Linked DNA regions of Triticum aestivum: all the other regions are linked to region 3. A link is a contact called in public Hi-C data. All regions are on one chromosome and are shown on one strand. Each heading gives the region's core, a stretch centred on a gene start, on an enhancer-like site or on the middle of the called end of the contact. The rest is flanking DNA. Distances are from core to core; before and after follow the strand shown. Region 1 has its middle 150 kb from the start of LOC123061059. Region 2 holds the start of LOC123061056 (lysosomal amino acid transporter 1 homolog). Region 3 holds the start of LOC123061057 (26S proteasome non-ATPase regulatory subunit 14 homolog).

The links. Hi-C and Micro-C count contacts between places; a contact is called where the count stands out from the background.
Region 1: a Hi-C map of leaf shows a contact between it and region 3, with 4 times the contacts expected there. The contact joins the enhancer-like site here to the promoter of LOC123061057 in region 3. A contact is called at or near these places in 2 of 5 Hi-C or Micro-C datasets (both in leaf).
Region 2: a contact with region 3 is called in a Hi-C map of leaf, with 4 times the contacts expected there. The contact joins the promoter of LOC123061056 here to the promoter of LOC123061057 in region 3. A contact is called at or near these places in 1 of 5 Hi-C or Micro-C datasets (leaf) and 1 of 1 datasets of contacts at active chromatin or transcription factors (leaf).

What each region holds. Positions count from the first base shown.
Region 1 is chr3A:225,486,788-225,491,394 of IWGSC CS RefSeq v2.1, reverse strand. No RefSeq gene overlaps it. Among protein-coding and RNA genes, the nearest start is that of LOC123061059, 150 kb to the left of the region's middle. Within about 2 kb of position 1,739, at least 3 of the 8 cell types and tissues checked have an H3K27ac peak or open chromatin away from gene starts, as enhancers often do. A contact at or near this core is called in leaf, where this site is marked.
Region 2 is chr3A:224,672,469-224,677,228 of IWGSC CS RefSeq v2.1, reverse strand. It overlaps LOC123061056 (lysosomal amino acid transporter 1 homolog), which reads left to right and starts at 1,693. Exons shown (of 14, transcript XM_044483960.1): 1 at 1,693-1,925; 2 at 3,019-3,275; 3 at 3,400-3,442; 4 at 4,081-4,107; 5 at 4,190-4,285; 6 at 4,584-4,760. The coding sequence starts at 3,037.
Region 3 is chr3A:225,024,098-225,028,469 of IWGSC CS RefSeq v2.1, reverse strand. LOC123061057 (26S proteasome non-ATPase regulatory subunit 14 homolog) reads right to left here and starts at 2,709. Exons shown (of 6, transcript XM_044483962.1): 1 at 2,455-2,709; 2 at 2,188-2,365; 3 at 1-81. The coding sequence starts at 2,581.

The DNA.
Region 1 (4,607 bases), core at 490-2,989, 460 kb before region 3:
GTGCCTCTCACGGAAGCAAGATCGTGACTCTGGCGAAAGAAAAATAAATAGAAAACACGTAGTTTTTCCCTTTCTGAGAGGAATGGCCGTGACTCTCGCGAAAGCACAACCGTGTCTCTCGCGGAAGCAAAACCATGACTCTCGCGAAAAAACAAAAACGCGTTTTGTTTTTCCCTTTCCGAGAGGCACAACCTTGACTCTCGCGAAAGAACAACCGTGCCTCTCGCGGAAGCAAAACCGTGACTCCCGCGAAAGAAAAAAAAACAGAAAACGCATTTTTCCCCCGCTTCCGAAAGGCACGGCCGTGACTCTCGCTAAAGCACAACCGTGCCTCTCGCGGAAAAAAAACCGTGACTTTCGCGAAAGAAAGGAAAAAGGAAACGCGTTTTTTTCTTGAAATTTTTTTTTCGATTTTTTTTATCGAAAAAGCTAATGAAGACCGGGGGAAAACCAAAACATCGAAAAACCCCGGAAAAAACCGTCCAAAAAGTCAAAAACGCATGCGGAAAAATATATAAAAAAAAATTCGGAGGGAGCGTCCAGAGCACAACACGTGGCGAATGGCTGAGAGCGCGCCAAGTGGCGCTGATTGTTGCGAGGCTCCCGAAGGAGCGCTCGTTAACTAGTTGCTCCCCATGTTTCTTCGTTGTGGTATCTTTGGAGAAAGGTTCCGGTTTTGGGAACCTTCTGAAATGTTCATGGCCTGTTTAGGGAACCTTCTAGAAGGTTCCTTGAAACAGTTTTTCCTTTTTTAACCAGGTTTTATTCTATTTTTATTTCATTTTTCTTTTTCTCTGCTTATTTCTTTTCTTTTCTTTTTTGATGTTTCTTTTCTCTGTTTTTCATTTTGTAGTATATAAAAGGTCCTCCGCGTATTAAAAAAATGTTCGTTGTATATTAAGAAATTGTTCATCTTACATTTTAAACTTGTTCATCGTATATTAAGAGATTGTTCAACATATACTACAAAATGTTCATTGTGTATTTTGAAAACTTGTTCATCGTATATTAAGAGATTGTTCAACGTATACTACAAAATGTTCATTGTGTATTTTGAAAACTTGTTCATCATATTAAGAGATTATTCAATGTATACTACGAAATGTTCATTGTGTATTTTGAAAACTTGTTCGTCGTATATTAAGAGATTGTTCAATGTGTTCTTACAAATTGTTCGGCGTATATTACATAAATGTTCAATGTACATTAAAAATTTTGTTCAGACTATATAAAAAAATTGTTCATGTTTCAACTTTTTCAAAATTGTTCGTGTTTTAGAAGTTTTTCAAATTTGAAAAGAAATTCACGTTTTTGAAGAAATTTGTTCATGCAAGGGGTCCGCCTCGTTTGCTATTAGTTAAGCATTTGCGCTATGTTTTGGCTAAGCAGAGTGGCTAGCTTGACCGTTTACAACTGTAGTTTGTGGCGTGCCGGCGGGGGAGTTCGAGTCCAGGCCCCTGCTAAAATTCTTGTAAGTTTTTACATTCTGCGCCCCTGCTTAATTCTCGTGAGTTTTTACATTCAGCGCCTGCAAATGGGCCGGCCCGTTTTACGCGCTCTTCAGCGAAGGCTCTTCTGTTTGCCGCTCGCGAGCGTCCAATAGGACCTCTCTTGAAATCCCATGTGCTGCACTCACTTTCTCCTCTCCTTTTTCTTTATTAACTATGCGAACTATGCACGACCGGCCCGGCCCGATTAATGTAGACCCTTCAGCGAGGCATACTATCTCTCACTTAATGCGACATATAGTCACCGCGTTAAGCAATTGGGCGCGGCTATACCTCGCTTATAGCGAGGCAACCTTCTAACTCGCTACTCCTCTCATTTTTCTTTATTAACTATGCGAGTGGGCCGGCCCGATTATTGTAGACTACTTCAGCGAGACATTCAATCGTCTTAAGTGATGGGGCGCGACTATACCTCGCTTCTAGCTAGGCAACCTTCCGATTCGCTGAAGCGCGTTGTTGTCTCACAAGTGTATAGGCCGGGCAAGTGCGTGGAGGCCACTGCCTCGTTTTTTTTTTCATGTTTTCGCTTTCATTTTTTCTTTCATTTCTTTACAAAAAAAGCTTTACATAAAAAAAATTAACCAAGCATATGATTTTTTTAATGTACATAGAGAAAATGGTTCTCACGTATACGAAAAATGTACACAAAAAATATATAATTTGTGTCAAAAAAGTTGATCATGTATTTAAATTATTTTAATCCATGAATTTAGAAAGAAAATGTTAAACAAGTATTTGAACAATATTATCAAGCATTTCAAAATGTTAAATATGTATAGAAAAATATTGACCATGTATTAAAAAAATGTTTAATGTGCATAGAAAAGAATGGTCACCATGTATTGATAAAATACTAAAACTTGTATTTGAAAAATGTTAATCTAGCATTTGAAAAATATGGTAAATGTGTATAGGAAAATTGTTGACCATGCATTCAAAAAATATTAATGTAGTATTTGAAAAAAATTAATCAAGGATATGAAAAAAAGAGTATTATATGTGTATAGAAAAAATGTTGAGTATGTATGTAGAATATGTTAAACTTGTATTTAAAAAAGTTAATCAAAGAATTGAAAACAAATGTAAAATGTGTATAGAGGAAATGTTGACCTTGTAAGTGTATAGAAAAAATTTTAATCTATTATATGAAAACTGTTAATCAAGCATTTGAAAATGCTAAATATGTATATATAAATATTGACCATTTATTCAATAAATGTTAATCTTGTATTTGAAAATTATTAAACATGTATATTAGAAAAATATATTAAATATATACCAAAAATATGTATAGAAAAACAATGAAAACCCGAGAAAACAAAAGAAAAACAATGAAAAACAAGAAAAGAAAAGAAACAAAACTGAAGGAAATGAAGAAAAAAAGAAAAAACTAGTAAAAAAGAAAAATAAACAAATAAAAATAAAGGAGAAAGAAAGGGAAAAAGTAATAATAACAGAGAATGAAACGAAGAAAAACTGGTTAAGAGACAAGAAAGACAAAAAAATAGACTTAAAAACAGTGGAAGACCGACTGTTTCTCTTCTACTAGGTCACAACCTACCAACATAAGACGAACTGGAAGATGGCCGAATGGCTGGCTGCTCTACGCTACAATCTAACGATCTCTGGATCAAATCCCATGGGTCCCCTTTTTTTTCTCTATTTTTTTAGTATATGCGCTAATGGGGCGTCCTGTTACTATAGACCCTTCAGGCGAGTCTTTCATCGGACTCGCTATAAGCGAGATACAGCCTTTGCGCAAGCGAGGAGAGGTGCTCTCCTAATTGCTCCTATACACGCACCTTACTTTCGATTTTGATGGGCTCGGCCCACTTATGTCGCTCCGGCACGCTGGCTGCCGATTTTCATGTTTTGAGTCGGGTTCCTCCTTTGGTTTTCCCAATGGCTGCCCAGATTTTTTGTTTTCGCTCTCACACAACTGTAGATGGATTTGATGCTTTTGTGTGGGGTCCTTGAGCTTTCTTCTAGTTTTTCACAGGTTTTTTCTTTTTGTCCAAAAAAGAAGCAAAGAAAAAGAACCAGTAAATCTGAGAGTGGGGCCTGCATCACAATTCCTTCCCAACCAAGTGATGTATTTCTGAATTCCCTATTCGATGCTTGCCGCATCAAATTAAAGGGCAAACGCACAAGCCCAGTGTAGTTGGCCGACCCACCACGGGGAGCGACTTGTGAATAGTTCCGTTGTGTTCCAAGGTTTATTCATTTTTCTCATATTTTTTAGCTATTCACTAGATTTCCTGAAGTTTTAACTTCTATATATTTTTGGTTTTTACTTTCAGCTTTTTCTTCGAACATTTCATGGGTATTTTTCATAATTTTTGAACATTTATTTTAAAATTTGTGACTTTTTAAATCTTATGGATATTTTCAAAATTCATGATCATTTTCTTCATACACCATGGAACTTTTCAGAAAACACTATCAATTTTAAAACGACATGGTGAATATTATTTTAAACATGGTGAGTTTTTTTAATGCAGAGTGGACATTTTGTGGATTACATGTTAAATATTTCTTTATACACGGTGAACATCTTTTTAAACACAACATAAACATTTTTTAAAGTGCATTTTTGAACTATATGAACATTTTTAATGATGCATCCACTTTTATTCAATTCATGATTTTTGAAAATCCTGAGTAGTCTGTATTTATAAATTCGTTAACATTTTGCATTGTTCTTGCAATTTTTTTACTGTGGCAGTTCTTTTAATCTCAATGTAAGGTTTTATGTTCCATTTTCCTCCCAACATCCTTTCGTCCAATCTTTCCGGTTGATAATCAATCACCTTACTTTAGTTACCTTCTAAATCAATTTCACTTTAACTTATACTTATCAATCTTCTAATCAAAATATAAGGTAAATCACGGGCAGGATTTGCTAAACATTTATTTACACAATCAGATAAACATGGACAAGTAAATCACAAGTTAACATAGTAGAATAGTTTTATCCCATTACAACGCACGAGCATTGTCCTATCTGTAAAAATGATCCAACAACTAGAGTTATTTTGGAGGAATGCGACTGGAAAACCAGAGAAAAAACACAAGAAAGAAGAGGGCTCAAGGGAGAGC
Region 2 (4,760 bases), core at 444-2,943, 350 kb after region 3:
TCTCATGTTTGCATCCAACCATCCCATTTTATCTATCCTACTTCTGTTCAAGATCTTTGGGTTGCCACTAGAAAATAGTGACATACTAATCTTGTAACCCAACTTTTCTCTGAGCCTATATATAGCCTCTGCTATTCTCCAAACTCCTATTATCCAGGATGACAATGAAGACATTCTTTGATGGGATTTGACACCTAATAGTAAGTGTAACTCTAAGGTGTCTATAAGTTGTGTTCGCAGGATATACAACAAGCTCCAAACATTCAGGCTTCTTAGGTCCCCATTGCAGTCAAGAACATTCTCAAGCAAGTGTGGAAAATTAAAGGCTTGGATCCAAGAATTCCAACCTTTACTTGGAGGCTACTAAGAAAGGCGCCTCCCACCGGAGCAAGGGTAGGTACCTCATTGAAAATGATATGCACCTCTTCTTCCTATGTCCATTCACTAAAGTTGTCTGGCTCTCTTCACCTTGTTTTTAAACTCTGAAATTTTAATTACCGGACAAGATTCTTTGCATGCTACCATCCTGCTTCTTCTTTCCATGAATCACCTCTATGCTTCCATGCAAAATATTCTCACATTTATGTGATCACTTTGGAAAGATAGGAATGATAAACTATTTAATAGGGAAGAAGCCACCTCATCACATCCATCAGAACGAGAAGGCTATCTCAGCTTCAGTTTCTAATTTATTACATGATGATCATGCAATTGCAAACAATGGTGTCCGTCCACTAGCTGCTGGGCCAACTACTCCCTCCTCCAGTTCATACTATTGATTTTGATCTTTTGATTGTAGGGCCTAAAATCTTCTCAGATGCTTCTTGGAAGAAGAACAAAATTCCTGGTAGAAGCACTATTCCATCAACATGTCTGGGGATTTGTTTTCAACTTGCAGAAGGCGCGTGTTTCTCTTCGCTCATGATCCAAGCTTCCATGGAGCTTGCGTCTTCTCCCTTGGTGGCCGAGGGAGTTGCTCCTCACCTTGCGACAGTCATTGTGGACAAACTCAACCTGTAGGGTGTCACCTTCCTTACTGACAATTTCTCCCTAGCAAAAGCAGCAGTTGTTGACGGTATATCTTCATATTCATCTCACTAGACTAGCAGGCAACACTTGGCAAGATTTTTTAACCTCTCTAAGCATCACAGGCATTGTAGTTTTTCATATTGCTAGAAACTTAAATAGTTTTGCTCATGATGCCGTTCATCAGATTCTAAACTCTAGAGTAGAACCTGCTTATGCACGTACTCCCTCTGTAAGCAAATATAAAAACATTCAGATCACTAAAGTAGTGATCTAAACGAAGTATCAAGCAGGCTCATAGGCATCTTGGTTGTCCTTATATTCAAGCTATCTCAGAGCTGAGATACCACCAGTTTGTAATCCACGCTGTAACATGTACTTGAGCACTGTTTGAATGAAATTTGGCGCCTTGAGCGCCTCAACTTGTTGAAAAAGAAGGAACAAAGGGAGTACATCATGTATGAACCATGTGACGAACAGAACTACCCCACGTTTTCACCTGTTGATCGTGTCGAGGGCGACCGAGACGTACGCGCCCGGGCTACCGAGCCGTAACCTGCGTGGACGACGGCACGTTTCCGTTCGACAAGAGGGAAGAAAAACCTGCGAACGAACGGCTCACGAGTCGCGGGTCCCGGTCCAGCCTCCAGCAGGAAGTCTTCCTAGCCCGAGCGAGCGGTGCCACGCGGCCGCGGCAGGGCACGGTGGCAAGCCGCCAAAATAGGCATCCTGGTCTCGCGAGAACCAGCCACCCACATCACAGCCAAGAAGCGGCGGCGAGGGCGAGCGGGCGATAAAATCGCGGCCTCTCTCCTCTCGGCTTCTATTCCATCTTCGCCTCGCCAACTCCAACTCTCTCTCTCTCTCTCGCTTCCTCGGCAACAAGACGAACAACTCTGGTACGAACCACCTCACCTCCTTCCCTCGCGACGCTTTTTCCTTCTTCTGGCGCCGCCGCCTCGTGAGTGTCCGACAATGCCGTGTTCCGTCCGGGGTTTCGCTTCTTGGCGGCTGCGTCCATCGCTCTGACGAGATTGAGTAGCCCTACTCCCGATTCAGCCATCTTTCTCTTCCTGCCTGTACGTCGCGCCGGCTTTAGATTCTTCCAAGGGTTTCTTCTTCTTTCTTGCGGCCTTTCAAGTGTGTTAATGGCGGAGACGCGTTGCCGTTTGGCTTCTGGAACGGAGACGCGGATTCGCTAGGGAATCGATGCAATTTTCAGAGATGTCTCGATTAGGCTGGGCCGACGGGGTGACGCGTCCGGGGTTCCACTTTCAAGTTTTATCTCTCTTGACGCGATTGTTTGAACTATGGATCTGCAGCATGTTTTGGGTTGGCGGCGGAGAGCAAGGGGATGGATAACCTCAGAGATGGAGAGAGAAAGAACGGACGCAGATATTTTGTTCAATTTGGTTCGTGTTTTTGGCTGTTTGCCTAGGTGATTCGTGTGGACATAGGAGAAGAGAATGAAGGCCACTTACATCTACAAGTCCTTATCAATAGAATTTTCAAAATCCAGTTCATTTTTTAAAATTCATTTTTCTACAGTAATAATGTTGCATGCTTACACAAACAAACTGCAGTATACGGGGAGTGGATCATCTCTCTTCTCCTCAATCTTTTCTTACATCCTCTTCCTTTTACTTTTGAATATTCTTTCCATACTATTCTCTTTTAGATTCTTCTCCATTCTTCTCTTTTAGCTGCTGTCTCTGAACTTTCATCATATCTGTTTCTTTTTTTGGTGATGGAACAGTTCTCTCTCCCCCATATTTTGAGCTGAAATTTAGACAGCTATTCAATTTGCTTCAGGCATTTCAAGTAAAAAACGGAAAACATTTTCTTCACATATGCCTGTATGGTACTTATTTCATAATGGAAATAAGAGGTTGCTAATTAGAGTAATATGTTTCCTTTCTTGTTCAAATGAGAAGATCAAATTGACAGCACATCCTTTTTATAACGCCCATGTTTTGTGCAACTGTTCCTCAGGTTTGAGCACACACGCCAATGGGTATCTTCAGTGGAACGCCTCCTCCGAGCTGCCCATCAGCTCCGCATTGCGCGGAATGGGCTAAAGTCTATCTGAAGTACTGCCTGTGCAGTACTAAGGATGGTGTTGCCCTGGGTCTTGGACTGGCTAGTGTCCTCAGTTGGGGTATCGCCGAGGTGCCGCAGATCATAACAAATTACAAACAGAAGTCAACAGAAGGCCTTTCTATTGCCTTTCTGATGACCTGGATAGTTGGGTATGTTGTTTCTTATTTCTCACCTTCCTCGCATATTGATGTTGTATCATCCTTATTGTACTTGCATATGCATATCGTGCGCAACGCTTCTAATGGTGTATGTCATTCTTCTGCACTCATGCAGGGATTTGTTTAACCTTGTCGGCTGTTTCCTGGAACCTGCTACTGTAAGATCCACTATTGCCACAGTTTCCTTTTCTTTTCTCAAATTCCATCATACGACATTTTTCTTCCGCGAGGCACATGCACCCGTTACATGTGTTAATATCCTATATATAGGACACTAGTAGTTTTGTCTGATTTAATGAACTATCCGACTGCAGTTTCATTTGGACAATATAATGACGTGTTATTCATGAGTATGAAAAGCAACCAAATCATTTCTGCTTGCCTGCCATGTTCCTGGAACCAGCAAGAGCTAGTATAGTTATGCTGGATGAACTCATGCATTTTTTTTTGAAGCGGAGAGTAACTGAATATGAACACTAATATAATAGTTCCAAGCATATATAGTATCTCAAAATGGGAGATTCCCTAACAATCTAAACAAGTTATATAAATGATTTAGATCTGCTGTACATAAACCTGATTATGCTTGCCAATACAGCCCTCTTGCATTTAATGTGTACAACTTCTTCATGTTCAGTTGTTCTTTTTTCAAGAAAACGCGAAGGACCTTTGTGTTTCATTTAATTGAAAAGAGAGAGTTTAAAGTTGCAGTTGTGATGTAGAAAGGATGCGTGGGATTAAATAATTATCTTTTATTTTGAACATTTGAAATTAATATTTTTTATTTGTAATGCAGCTGCCGACACAGTTTTACATGGCATTGGTAAGGACACCATTTTCTTAACTCTTGTTACTTCAATTCTGCGTGGTTTCTGTCATCTGAGAACTTAATTTTTGCAATGCAGCTATATACCATCACAACTGTGATTCTCACTGGACAGACAATATACTATAGCCACATCTACCATCTTAAAGTAAAGAAAACTGGGGTAACTGCCAAGGTGATCACTCCGTAACATTGACGATTATCATTATGTTTGCAAGGAATCACGTTTCTCTGAATATTAGCAAAATAGATACTTAATGTGGTTAACAATTGTAGAGAAGCAACCACTGTATATGAACAATACTTCTATTTCTGGATTCATGCACTTATGATGCAGCTGCTCGCGGCTTTGCAAAGTAGTTTAGTGTTACCACAAGCCAGATTCCCTTAAAAATTGTTTAGATACCTTTTGGCTCCTACCATCTTCCTAAACTATCCTCTCACTTCTGTTGGACTACATTTTATGATTTCAGTCTCAGAAACATCAACGAGGGGATGCTTCATTACGTGAAAAGCTTTTGGGACATAGGGACGAGGCATTCAAAAATAATATTCAGTCAGGTCCGACTATTCCTATCCCGAGCTCACCAATCCAGGTGAACACAGAAGTATTCCGGCAACGTCATGGTTCAGTCAGCCCCGGCTCAGAC
Region 3 (4,372 bases), core at 1,460-3,959:
TGTTGAGTATTGATGTCAACACCCGATAGCCAGCAACCAAAACCAGGATGAGAGTGATACCACCCTACCACCATTTCTGGCCTGTCAAAGTAATTCCAAGTATTAACTGACAAGTTTGTCAAAAAAAGAACATCCAAGGTGGCAATGATATAGCTATTGCCAACAATTTCTTCAAAAAATAATTGGGAAAATTGGGAAACAAAGGGTGCACATGATGTTCACTGCACAGCTGAGCATACATCCGTAGTACTCCATACACGGTAGTTTTTTAAAGGATAATATGTAGTAATTTCTTATCGGAACCTTCAAATAGCTTGTAAGAGACCCGTAACTACAAATAGTTGAACAACCATCTTTAAAGTCCAGGCTCCGGCAAAGACCACATTAAGAGCTAGCATCAGAGCTACTTACTAGAAAGGTAACAGAACCATGGACGGTGAACCATGGACAGTGTATATGTGCTTAACTATAACACAATAAATTGATGATTACGCGTTGCATTCCTAGAACGGGTTGCAAAATCATTTTTGGAACCAATTCAACATTTATTTCTAATAGAAAGACTGTACGGGAGACCCATACTGTATAAATGTGAGCGGCAGGATTTGAACCCTGATGGGTGGAGTTGTGAAGTCGTGCCCCCACAACTCCTCCACCACACCAAAAGGTGGTTCTCAATCAATTTGACAATTGATATTGCTAAAAAGGATATGAAATTATTCTGTTGGCAATGACACAATTCGAGATTCTGCTTGAAGCTATGTTGCTCAGAATCTATTACTGACGTCTTTAACAATATGATGTAAACAATAGTTCCAACTTGCTGGCACAGCTTTGGTTCTATAATGAAACATAGCTGAATTAGTCGAAAAGGCAAACCATAACTGGTTTTAGAGAAGATTACATGTCAAACTCATAGACCTAAGGTACACTTATCTGAACTGTAAACAAAATGAATTCGCATGTACGAAGAAATATTAAGTTTCACAAGTCAGCTGTAGGGCCACCAATATTTCTATGATAAAACACATGAAGATGTATTATCCTAACACATTCAACTGAACACAAGCTCAATTGAGAAAGAACAGAAGCATAATTCAAAACTACCACACGAGTTAAGCCATCTAATCTAAATAAAGTACTATCTGAGTTATGTAATACCCCTGACTTATCCATTCACTAGGCTCATCATCATGCCCATCATATCGTCTATGGAGATCATCATCAACGATGGATGATACATAACCAAGGGTGGAGCTTCTCTAGGGGCAGAGCCTGTTAGAAGCCCGCCAACTCCAGGAAAATTCTTAATTTACAGTTAGATGCTAAGCCAGTACAAACATGTCTTTCTCCAAAAGTGATTCAAGCATATCTTATCAGATTGGTTCACTCGATATTCGCTTCTTCTGTGTATTATGTTACACTATGTATGCAATATATCCCTAGAGCTGGTAAAGTGGTAGCTATGAAAGGGCTGTGAGGAGTATAGTCCAATGGCGGATCCTCCACTGGATCACTAATGATGAAACCTTGAAATTTTCAACTAGACGATGATAATGAACTGTGCTCCAAGTAACTACATATCTTTCTAAATGCTATAGTGAAAGCAAATGCTATAGTGAAAGCATTGAACAAATGGAAGTGTGAAATCAAGCAAGGGGTAAGCAAATAAAGTACCAACAGATACAAGAAGCTTATGGGAACGGACTAGGATACCATGACGTGCATCAGGGCTGACTTTAGTCACTGACATGTGCCTAAGGGAACTATAGCAACTAAGATGTAATTAAGAAAGATATAGCAACAATATACATCAAACAATGATCCAAAATCGTCGTATATAGTACTCCCTCTGTTCACTTTTGTAAGACATTTTAGACAGCTGAAATTGAACTGTTATGGGTGTTGTCTTAAATGTCTAAAACACCTTACAAAAATGAACGGAGGGATTACTCCATATGGCCTATCTTCCACAAATTAACATCTGGAACTAATAGCAAATCAACCACACAAGCCTGAACAAAAAGTATCGGCTCAGGTGCGTAAATCAATTGGCATAATAAGTTGATGAGGTCGATCCTTTTCAGCTTATCAACGAGTATGGACAAATTAAGGGCATCAAATCTGGCGCGGGAGAGGGGAAAACGACAGGGCCAACAGATCTACGATCCGGATCGGCGGCCATACCTGCCGGTCTGCTTGAGCATGTCGAGCATGTTGGTCTGGAAGACGTGGTCGACGGCCTCGACGCTGACCCCCGTCCCGCTCTGCGGCATGGCGAAGACGTCGACCACCCGGACCGTGTAGTCGTCGACGAACTCGCCGAGCATGAGGCCCATGACCTCCATCGGCACGCCGGCCCTCCCTGTAATTTCCGACCGGTTAACCCTAGCTTCGTGGAGAGGGAGAAGGGCGTAGATCGGAACCAAAAGGGAGCTAGCTTGAGGGACTAACCGTGCTTGAGCATCTTGAGGAGGGCGAGGGACGAGATGTAGACCTGCTCGGAGGAGTCGAGCAGCGGCGAGTCCGACGGCGGCTGGCCCATCCCGCCGGCGCCGAAGATCCGCTGCAGCCGCTCCATGGCTTCTCTGGGTTGTTCGATTTGGTTCCTGAGTGAGGGGGGCGCTTGGGGAGGACGGCGTTTTTTTTTCTCGGCTTTGTCTGCTGCTTCTGTCTTCTACTGCGACCCCTGGATTTCTTTCTTCGAGCACACGAAGCTAACACCCGAGCTGGGCTTGAAGTGGGCTGGCGTGGCGAACTCTGTCTGTTGCATGGGCTGGCTGGTTTGAAGTGGGCTCCCGTGGCGAACTCTGTCTGCTGCATGGGCCGGCTGGTTTGAAGTGGGCTGCCGCGACGAACCCTGTCCGTTGCATGGGCCGGCTGGTTTAAAGTGGGCTACCGTGGCGAACTTTGTCCGTTGCATGGGACGGCTGGTTTGAAGTGGGCTGCCGTGGCGAACTCTGTCCGTTACATGGGCCGTAGTGCCGACCAAGCTGGGCTTGAAGTCTTTCAGATTTCGTCAGGTCTCTTAATATCTCAGGCTTTCGCTAAAGAGAAATAATTTTCCGTTCTAAAGAAATATCTCCTGTTGCGAATGAACCTTTGTCAAGCTTTGGAAATCCTCCATCTTGAAAAAAGCTTACACTCCCAGACTTTTATTGTTGTGTTATATAGTATTACCTCCATCCCCAAATTATTGTTGTGTTATATAGAATTTCTTATTAATGGAGAAAGTACTGATAAAATATGCAGGTAATTGTAAAGAACTTTCTCAACCATGAACCTTGCAATCTTAATGCTGGAAATCAACTTTCTGTATGCAAAGCAATAAAACCAGCTCGCAGAAATGGCATGACATAATTAAAGCATGTACATAATTTGTTTTCGCTTTAAGATAATTTTGTTTTCGCAATCGGCATGGCATTATTGCCGGGAAAGGCCACGTTAATTCCCACCAAAATCGCAACCATTCCACGATGGTGTGTTTTCCCCTTTACACCACGGCAGCCGCGCTTCTTTATGTTATCCATCCCCTCTCGCAAGCAAAAGGTGTGCAGCACTCGGGCCACTGAACTTGCATTGGCACTGTTGTCGACGCGAGTGGATATGCTCCGAATGATTCATCCATCCGGCCTTCCCCGCCCTTTCCCCGCCCTTTCTGGTTTCTCCTCATTATTATTTGCCCTCGCCAAAAGCTCGTTGCCCGTCAAATCACAGGGCCTCGACTCGAAGGCAAAGCCTTCTCCGCTAGCGACGAGATCGCGGGTGGGGTTTTTGGCCGCTTTTGGGGGCGCCGGCAGAGCACATGAAAAATCTGCTCCGCTCAGCTCTCCTTGCCGAATTGTCGTTCTCGCGCCAGACCATGACGATGACATGAGCCTGCAATGAAGATCAAAACGAATTAGGCTAGCGCAACCCGGCGGCGGACGGCAAAGAGCTGACACGTAACAGTGATCGTTCCTTCTTCCAGCGTGCGAACAAAGCTTGCCCACTGTACTGACGACGTCGTCGTCGTCCGCGGCGATCGCTGCTTCTCAACCTAGCTAGAAGATAGAGTAGCTCGATCTGAGCCTGACAGTTGGTGTTTGGAGTGCTGGGACGCCGCGGCACGACGCCGCCGCGATAGCGACGGTGACTGGACGTGTCTGGAAGGGTATGGTGTTGTGCACTTCAAGCATATCTTTCTCGGAAATCAGTTTCTATCTTGCCTCCGACTGTTGAGGTTGAGGAGAAAGAAAACTTGCATTCTTTTTGTTGAAAGTAAGAGCATCTTTAACAGTCGCGCTACGCGTGGTACTCTAAAAACCTTTTACAACGCGTAGATCGTTCTGTTTTTATGCGGCGAGCAGCGCTTGCTCTAGCGGCTGCTCAA